2 separate regions of the Bicyclus anynana genome follow, and region 2 is linked to region 1. A link is a contact called in public Hi-C data. All regions are on one chromosome and are shown on one strand. The core of a region is the stretch at or near the end of the contact, and the rest is flanking DNA. Distances in the headings are between cores, read along the strand shown.

Region 1 (4,028 bases), core at 801-3,300:
GAAGGAAGGCAGCATGCGTATATCAACAGGGTTATTCTGTTTTTGCACATCGCATGTGTTTCATCATTTCTCAAAGAGCAAAAGTTCAACTCAACAAAACTAGAAAATATATATATTTTTTTTAATTAATATATTTTCATTTCATTTACATTATAAATGTTATTTTTTTTGTTTACATTTTAATTTCAACCCGAGGTTTCAAGTCCTGGGTCACACATAGTATAAATAAGGTTTTGTATTTCACTAGCAGCAAAAGTTTAAAATTAAAAAAAAAAAAAGGAATGCCCATCCCCAGCCCAGTAATTTACCTGGCCACCAGAACCACCCAGCAATTTACTTGATATTTTAAAAAAAATATTTCTATTTCAAAAATGTTTGCCACAACGTTTTATGAAGCAAAGATTGTTGACCATACAGCCTGAGTTTTACGACATATTTACAGACTTATGATTGGTTTGTTTGTTTTATCTATTTCTTGTTGTTAAACTTGTTGGTAACAAAAAAAATTAATACAGCTTCAAATGTTACGAGTACATCGCCGATTTGGTACACTGGCGAACTTTTTGTGTAAGAAGAGATTGTTATTTATAGATTATATTATTATCATCTCCATATGATATTATCCGATGGGCAGCCCCCTTTGCACTTCTTATAAGCTAGTAAAGTTGTATCACAAAGCAAGCACTTTTGTATTTTAGTTTGTTTTTTTAATAGAACTTACCGATCGGCGTGGACGATCCAAAGCTGGGCGATCTCTTGAGATGATGATGCTGTGGCGGCTGTACACTCGTGGCCGTGTGTTTAGCAACTTGCTGTTAACAATGTATTACAATTACATTATTTGCTAGTGAACTGTGCACATCGGGTATGGCTTTAGTATCTATTGTTATCGCCGCGTTGCAACGACTTGCGGTACGGACGGCTTCAGTGTGCTCGTGGCGTTCGAGCCGTCCACATCTCTTGTTGTGTAATTCTTTATGGGTTTCTTGTGATAGGCGGGGAGAGTGACTTGAGTGGAAAAGGGGAGTGTTTTCAACAGTCAATGGATCCTTTAACTCTACACACATCGTTCACAGGTGCGTGACTTCACTCAAGGTCATTCTCTGCCGTTCTAGGGTCTTATTTTGGTTGCCTTTGTTCGACATTACTTTTCTTATTTATGTAATCACTTTTGAGTCTTGCTAAAACTATAGATACCTATACTAAAGCCTGTAGTAGCTGCCGGAATAGCAGCCTGAGTAGTATATTACTGAATAAGTACTATTTACCAACAAACGAATTAGAAATGAATGTCCGAATAACGTGTCGTGAATAAACGAATGTCTGTAAATATACTAGAGTAAAATATACTCAAATGAAAGCTCACTCACTGAAAGAGAATATTGATGACTTCATTAATTTCATGACATTCAGAGGATTTTCAAAATTTTCAATTTTATGTATATTTTATAATGATTGCCTACCCCCAAATGGGATTTTCCACTTTTTTTTTATGTTTTTAAAAATTCTTTTTTTTTTTGTTTTTAAAAATTTTTTTTTCGTTTGAAAGAGTACGCTTCCAGATTGGTCCCATTTAATTTTCATGAAAAACGGTAAAATTTTTTGTTGAAAAGATTTTTGTATAATTTTTATGAAAACCTTTATAAAAACCTTTTGACGGCCTCCGTGGCGCAGTGGTATGCGCGGTGGATTTACAAGACGGAGGTCCTGGGTTCGATTACCGGCTGGGCCGATTGAGGTTTTCTGAATTAGTCTAGGTCTGGCTGGTGGCTAGTTACCACCCTACCGACAAAGACGTACCGCCAAGCGATTTAGCGTTCCGGTACGATGTCGTGTAGAAACCGAAAGGGGTGTGGATTTTCATCCTCCTCCTAACAAGTTAGCCCGCTTCCATCTTAGATTGCATCGTCACTTAACATCAGGTGAGATTGTAATCAAGGGATAACTTGTAAAGAATAAAAAAAAAAACCTTGTGCACGCCACTGCGTGTACATACCTGCGCATGATGGTGTATGGCGTGGGGCGCGGGCGCAGAGTGCGTTGCGTGCGCCATGAGCGGCGCCTGCGGCGGCGACGCGCTCGGGAAACGCTCTGCCTCGCTCTCTCGTTCCACGCGGGGCTGTACCGACAACAGAATTCTTTAAATATACAATTACTAGTAGACGCCGCGCAGTTTCACCCGCGTGGTTACCGTTACCATAGGCATACGGGGATAAAATATAGCCTATAGCCTTCCTCGATAAATGGGCTATCTAACACTGAAAGAATTTTTCAAATCGGACCAGTAGATCGTAATGCTGAGATTAGCGAGTTCAAGCAAACAAACTCTTCAGTTTCATAATATTAGTCTAGATAACAATGCAAAAATGATATCAACTTTAGACGCTTGTAACACATTTTTAATTATTTTTATATCTCAAAATTACTAAACCAATTTTTCATTCATTCAAGATTCATTAACTCTTATATCTCAAAATTACCAAACCAATTTTTATGAAACCAAGTTTTGTTCTTATTGTCCATTGAAATGTTACATTTTTTGAAGACGCATTTTTATTTTTATATGTGTTCAGTGGAAAGCTAAAACCAAGTTTGTGGGGTCGCCACCCTTGTCTCATGGCCGGCATCTTGAAAATAGGGGTTAAAATGGTTTGTACGATATATCTCTTTGAGTATTTGTCTGATAAAAAATGTTGTAACATTTGGTTCAGTAACTTATTGTTGTAGAACCATAAATAAAAAAGTTATAACGAAAAAACCATTTTTTCATCAAGTCACAATAGCTAAGGTTTTACAGCGCTCCAGAATAAGTACTATTTTTCTGTACTCATAACTAATAACTATACATACATTTTACGTGTGTAATAATAAAGTGTAACACATTTGCTCGTAAAGTATCTCTTATTTCACCAATTTCAATATTGTAATGTGTCTCTTTACGCACATGTGCCGTAATGTAAAGTAAAACGCACAAGGAAATGTAAAAACGAATGGTACTTTTTTAAAGCTTAGCAAAGAGTATTTATGTCAAAAAAGTGCTCAACATTTTATGAATAAAATTTACTTTGTGAGATAAAATATAATGAAAAAAAAACATTTAATTCTTTTATTTTCATAATTTTGACAATAAATGACAACCGTTTAACTTTACAAGAAACACAAAAATATTAATTTACTTTATTAGTAATACTGGCTATTTTTGGAGTCTGTTGGCACTTTGCTATCTGTGCAAAAATGACAAGTTTATCAAAATGTCATCATAATATGCAACTGTTTTGCATATTATGATGACAATTCATTTTCAGAAAGTGTGTTCAAAGTATGTTTCCTCGCAAATGTATTATAAAACGTCGTACGAACCTCTGCTTCCTTACTATTGCAATATCGCCTCGGCTGTAATTTTCAACCAAGCGCACTTCTAATGTACTATGTACTAAGTTATTGTTTTTTTTTCATATTTTATGATAATCTTTTTAATTATTAATGATGCCGTTAATAATTCATTATGGACTCTTTTCCCCACCACCCACGAGGTAGAGTCTGGAGGCGCGTTTTTTTTTACGTGGTATCCCCAATAGGCATAATCCACGGTGATTTTATAAGTCACAAATACTCCGCGCTCAGCCTTTTCGAAAAAATGTAAAATTCTGTAATGAGTGGCAAATCTATAATTAATTATTAATAATATTGCAAAATTAATAATTATAAAAGATTATCGTAAAAACAATAAAAAAAAACAATAACTTATTACACACGTATAATATATGTATATGAGTACAGAAAATTAGTACTCATTTCGGAAAAAAATGTTATCCTCGTTATAACTTTTTTATTTATGATTCTACAACAAAAAGTTACTGGATCAAAATTGTAGATATTTTAATTTGCAACAAAAAACGTTACCAATTTATTTTTAAAAGACAGAGATATATCGTAAAAACCATTTCAACCCCTATTTTTAAGATGGCGGCGGGTGGCGACCCCACAAACTTGGTTTTAGCTTTCCACTGAACACCTCTATCAAAAAA
Region 2 (4,030 bases), core at 842-3,341, 33 kb after region 1:
CAGATATATCACAAATACGGACATTTTTAACTAGAATATCACGGTATCGATCACGCACAGGCGCCATTTTGAACCGACACTGAGCTCACCGTGGCGCGGTGTTGCCACGTCGCTCGGTTTCCAATCCGCGCTTCTATTTCGGGCGCTCCCCCCCTCCCCCACCTCCCGCGCCCTCGTCCCCCTTGTGACGCTCCGCAAACAGAGCAGCCGTCGTCGACAAAACATTCACGACTATCACCCACTCCGAGCCAACTATATCACGTATAAATATGAAATCGAGTTGGCCGCGAGCGGACAAAGCTAGCGACGTAACAGCGTCTAACGTGATAAGATAGTAGTACATATAATATATATGGGAGCGTGATACATCGTGCCGGCTTTCACCGGAGCGGGGCGAGGCACGGCCGCGCAGGACATGTGCCATTGGCCACCGCACAGATCGATAGACAAACACCGCCGAGGACGCCGACCTACATACCATTGTGAGCCTTATGGCACTAAACATACAGGCTATTTATGCCGGGCCAATACTATAAACAAACTACCGCACGCGCACACAGGCGTATAACTCGTAGGTACACACTAACACAGCCGCCGTGAAAACGACGCGGGGAACGGCGAAGCGCGGCCCGACCCACGAATGTATATCATCATGTATTATGGTACTTTTCTAGAGTCGAAATTCCTGTAGCCCGGCGCACCCAGCGCTACTCCGTGAAGGACAAAGGGCCGATTTCACACGGAAAACAAAGGGAAACGCCGGTAGGACTCTCACTTGCTTGTTTACGGCGATTACATTTTTTACACACGACCAACCGTACGATGAGTGTCGCGTTGCCAAGTCGTCGCGGAGATGGCGAGCGGTATCATTATGACATTTCCCATTTTTTTTGAGCAATACTTTCGATTCACGGCTACGTTGACACAAGTTTTAGGGGTTTATTATATTCTTGTTATTTTAGTTAAAACACATAGACCGTATGGTTGGGCACAGGTGTGAAATTACCACATTCCACAATATGGCACTAAAATATATTCTTATGACTACAGATTTACTGAATTTGGTAGAAAAAGCAATTAGTATTGATCTAATACGTAATTAATAAGCATTCAATAGGATAAGACGCAACCTGTCAACTATTCACTTACCTGTATTTTTACTTGAAACAGTCTTCTTTCTCGGCAATATTCACGGGAACGTCACTTTTCGGCGAAATAAATGCTTTGATTATGGTATTTTAAGATTTTGTGAGGATTTTATGTGCACAAAAAAAATATACATTCCGTCAAGCAAACGTCCTGCGCGCAAAGAGACCGAATGCGAACTGTTGGTTTTTTAGTTTGGTCGGTTGATGATGGAGGGCGACGGGCGGAAAACCGGAGAATGGGTGAGCGAGGGAGCAAGAAAATACAATTTCTTTTTTTATATTACTCGTTAGATTTGACTTATAAGTATATGTTTTGATAAAAATAAATAAAATAACGTATTTTTAAAATTAATTTCCATTTTGAATATGACATAGTTGATGTAACAGGGAAAAATTTAATTAAATAGTTTCTGTTTTGACGTCCGTTCACATTTTGATTGATATTGAGGTACGCACACATTGATATTCTAAGGCAAAACCAGATAAAAGACTTCATTCGCATTCAATTTTATAATGACATTTTAATGAATAATTTCTTATTTTTCAACAAAATAATTAATGGATCTGCTACGTCTGTACTTAATAAAAAATCAAACATCGTGCTAACGTCATTTAATTTTATTTTTGTCATTTGACATTGTACGCAAACTGCCGTAGTTCCTGTGAACTTAGCCTAAAATTATTTGAAATGTTGCTAGAATTTTCTTTTTGAATTGAATACAAAACCAAACCAAATGAATGAAACCAAAAATCAAATAAATTATGTAAAGATGTTTTAATATTAAAATTCAACATTAAAAATATTTGATTTCACTTTATTTAAATTTTTAAATTCATGTTTGATTATCAACCTCTGCCACAGAATCTAGATAATGCGGAGTGCCTAAAATTAAAAAAAAAAGTAAAGCCGAAGCACGAATGACATGACAATGACATTGACAATCAATGTCCATCCAATCAGAAACGAGTTCGTGTTTTAAACCAATTTTCCACGTATTTACTGAAATTCTAACTCATATTTTCAAAGTTTTTCCTCGAATAAGCACATTAATAGAGAAAATTTGTTAAACATGAAAATTAAAATAGTTTTCTTTACACTTACTCTTTTAATGGTAGGAGTTTCTGCGAAGATAGACGCAAAGAATTTGAGATGCTTAGGTTTGTTTGTTTGTTAAACTTCTTAAACGTTTAATTAATATTATTTCTTTAAAATTTTCTGAGTTAAAATTACTAATCAAAGTGTTATAATCGTTTTCAGTGTGCCGGCAGACCTTCGAGGAATTGAATAAAGCTATATTAAGTGTAGAAAAATGGAAAAAAGTAGACGTAAGTTTCTGTTATAATTTTCCTTAATACATGCTTATGTCCCACTAAAAATCAGTACAGTAATTTGATGTCATTAGTAGGCTGAATAGGCTAACTATTTAGCCTATTACGAGGCCTCGATCCTATATGAAGAAGTGGCGTCACTTCATAGATGCAAAAATGCACTACCTACCCTAAGGACTCAATAGAGACCTATGTTAGACCACAGAATACATAGTTGTTGAAGTTTCCAGTTTTTACTTATAGTACATACCCTGATTAAAAACCTTGTGCATGCCGCTGTTAGGAAGAAACAATCAACCTTAGACATATCACCTTGCTCCAATGCAGGTTGGCGAGGTCGGGAAGCTTGTTCAATGTTTTATTAATCACTATGAAATGTTGAAAACTAGAAAAATGTTTGGGAATGACCAACCTTGATCACATGACCCGTCATTAGCAAAATATGTCATTCCCATACATTTTTCGAGTTTTCAAAGTGTCAGTGATTGTAGAAAGAGAATTGACGTGCCACTTGGCTAGGGGGGCAGGACTAATACCAATAACTTAACATGCTCTCCAAAAAAGGGTGATATATTTCGTAGTCTGGCTTATGGCTCACTGGATCTGTAAGGCAGGCAATTTGGTCACTGTTACTTAGTTGGTAGGTTTTACTGAGGATGTGTTCTGCCTAACTAAATTTTGGGCTATGGCAACTTATCTTATGTCAAGATTTTTGTTTCCCTGCCCCAGAACTTCAGATCAGAACTAGCTAACTAGTATAATTTCTTATAATGCACATAACTGAAAAGTTGGAGGTGCATACCCGGACCGGATTTGAACCAACACCCTCCAAATCGAAGGCAGAGGTCATATCCACTGGTCTATCACGTCTCTAATGTGACTTTCTCGTTGCATGCATCTTCAACATTCATTGGAGAAGTATGGTGGGTTTAAGTCCCATATCCCTTCTCCTATAAGAAGGGATGCCTGGGATAGTGGGATGATAATTGTGAAAATTATAAATTTTTAGTACATCGAGTCTTGTATTAATATTAATTTTGTAATAATGTTGATCAGGTTGGCAATTTCCGGATGGATGCTGATGGAAACACCATGCAGGATAAGGTGCCAGCTCATCGTTCGGCTGTATACATATCTGAAGTTATTGATGAAATATGTAAGTATATGTATCGAGTTGAAGGCAGAGGTCATATCCACTGGACTATTATGACATTGCATTGTGAGGAAACCTGCATACCAGAGAATTTTCTTAGTTCTCTGTGTGTGAAGTCTGCCAATTGGCAATGCCAGTGTTGTTGTTGTTGGCTTTACCCCTCCCATTCTGAGGAGACAGAATCAGACAGCTCTTCTTCTTCTTCTTCTTCTTTATTCTGGGCCGTTTCCGCACTTAGCCATTTGATTGGCCGTTGTGTGTGGGTCCCTCCGGTGTAGGTTCCCGCTGGATTTATTCCATCCAGCCGAGCTCGCTCCAGAAGCTTAGCAGGCCGCCCAGGTCAATTAATCAGACAGCTCAACAGTGAGTTGAAATAAACATGTATGAATGTTGTGTTGAA

Evidence for each region. Hi-C and Micro-C count contacts between places; a contact is called where the count stands out from the background.
Region 2: a Hi-C map of whole body shows a contact between it and region 1, with 3 times the contacts expected there. The contact joins the promoter of LOC112053784 here to the enhancer-like site in region 1. A contact is called at or near these places in 2 of 2 Hi-C or Micro-C datasets (whole body and whole larva).

Annotation. Positions count from the first base shown.
Region 1 is chr18:10,057,686-10,061,713 of ilBicAnyn1.1, forward strand. It overlaps LOC112053782 (paired amphipathic helix protein Sin3a), which reads right to left. Exons shown (of 31, transcript XM_052887073.1): 12 at 1,997-2,119; 13 at 722-812. Among protein-coding and RNA genes, the nearest start is that of LOC112053782, 32 kb to the right of the region's middle. Within about 2 kb of position 2,051, at least 8 of the 8 cell types and tissues checked have open chromatin away from gene starts, as enhancers often do.
Region 2 is chr18:10,090,590-10,094,619 of ilBicAnyn1.1, forward strand. It overlaps LOC112053784 (protein seele), which reads left to right and starts at 2,092. Exons shown (of 7, transcript XM_052887077.1): 1 at 2,092-2,306; 2 at 2,407-2,474; 3 at 3,534-3,633. The coding sequence starts at 2,219. It overlaps LOC112053782 (paired amphipathic helix protein Sin3a), which reads right to left and starts at 1,329. Exons shown (of 31, transcript XM_052887073.1): 1 at 1,150-1,329.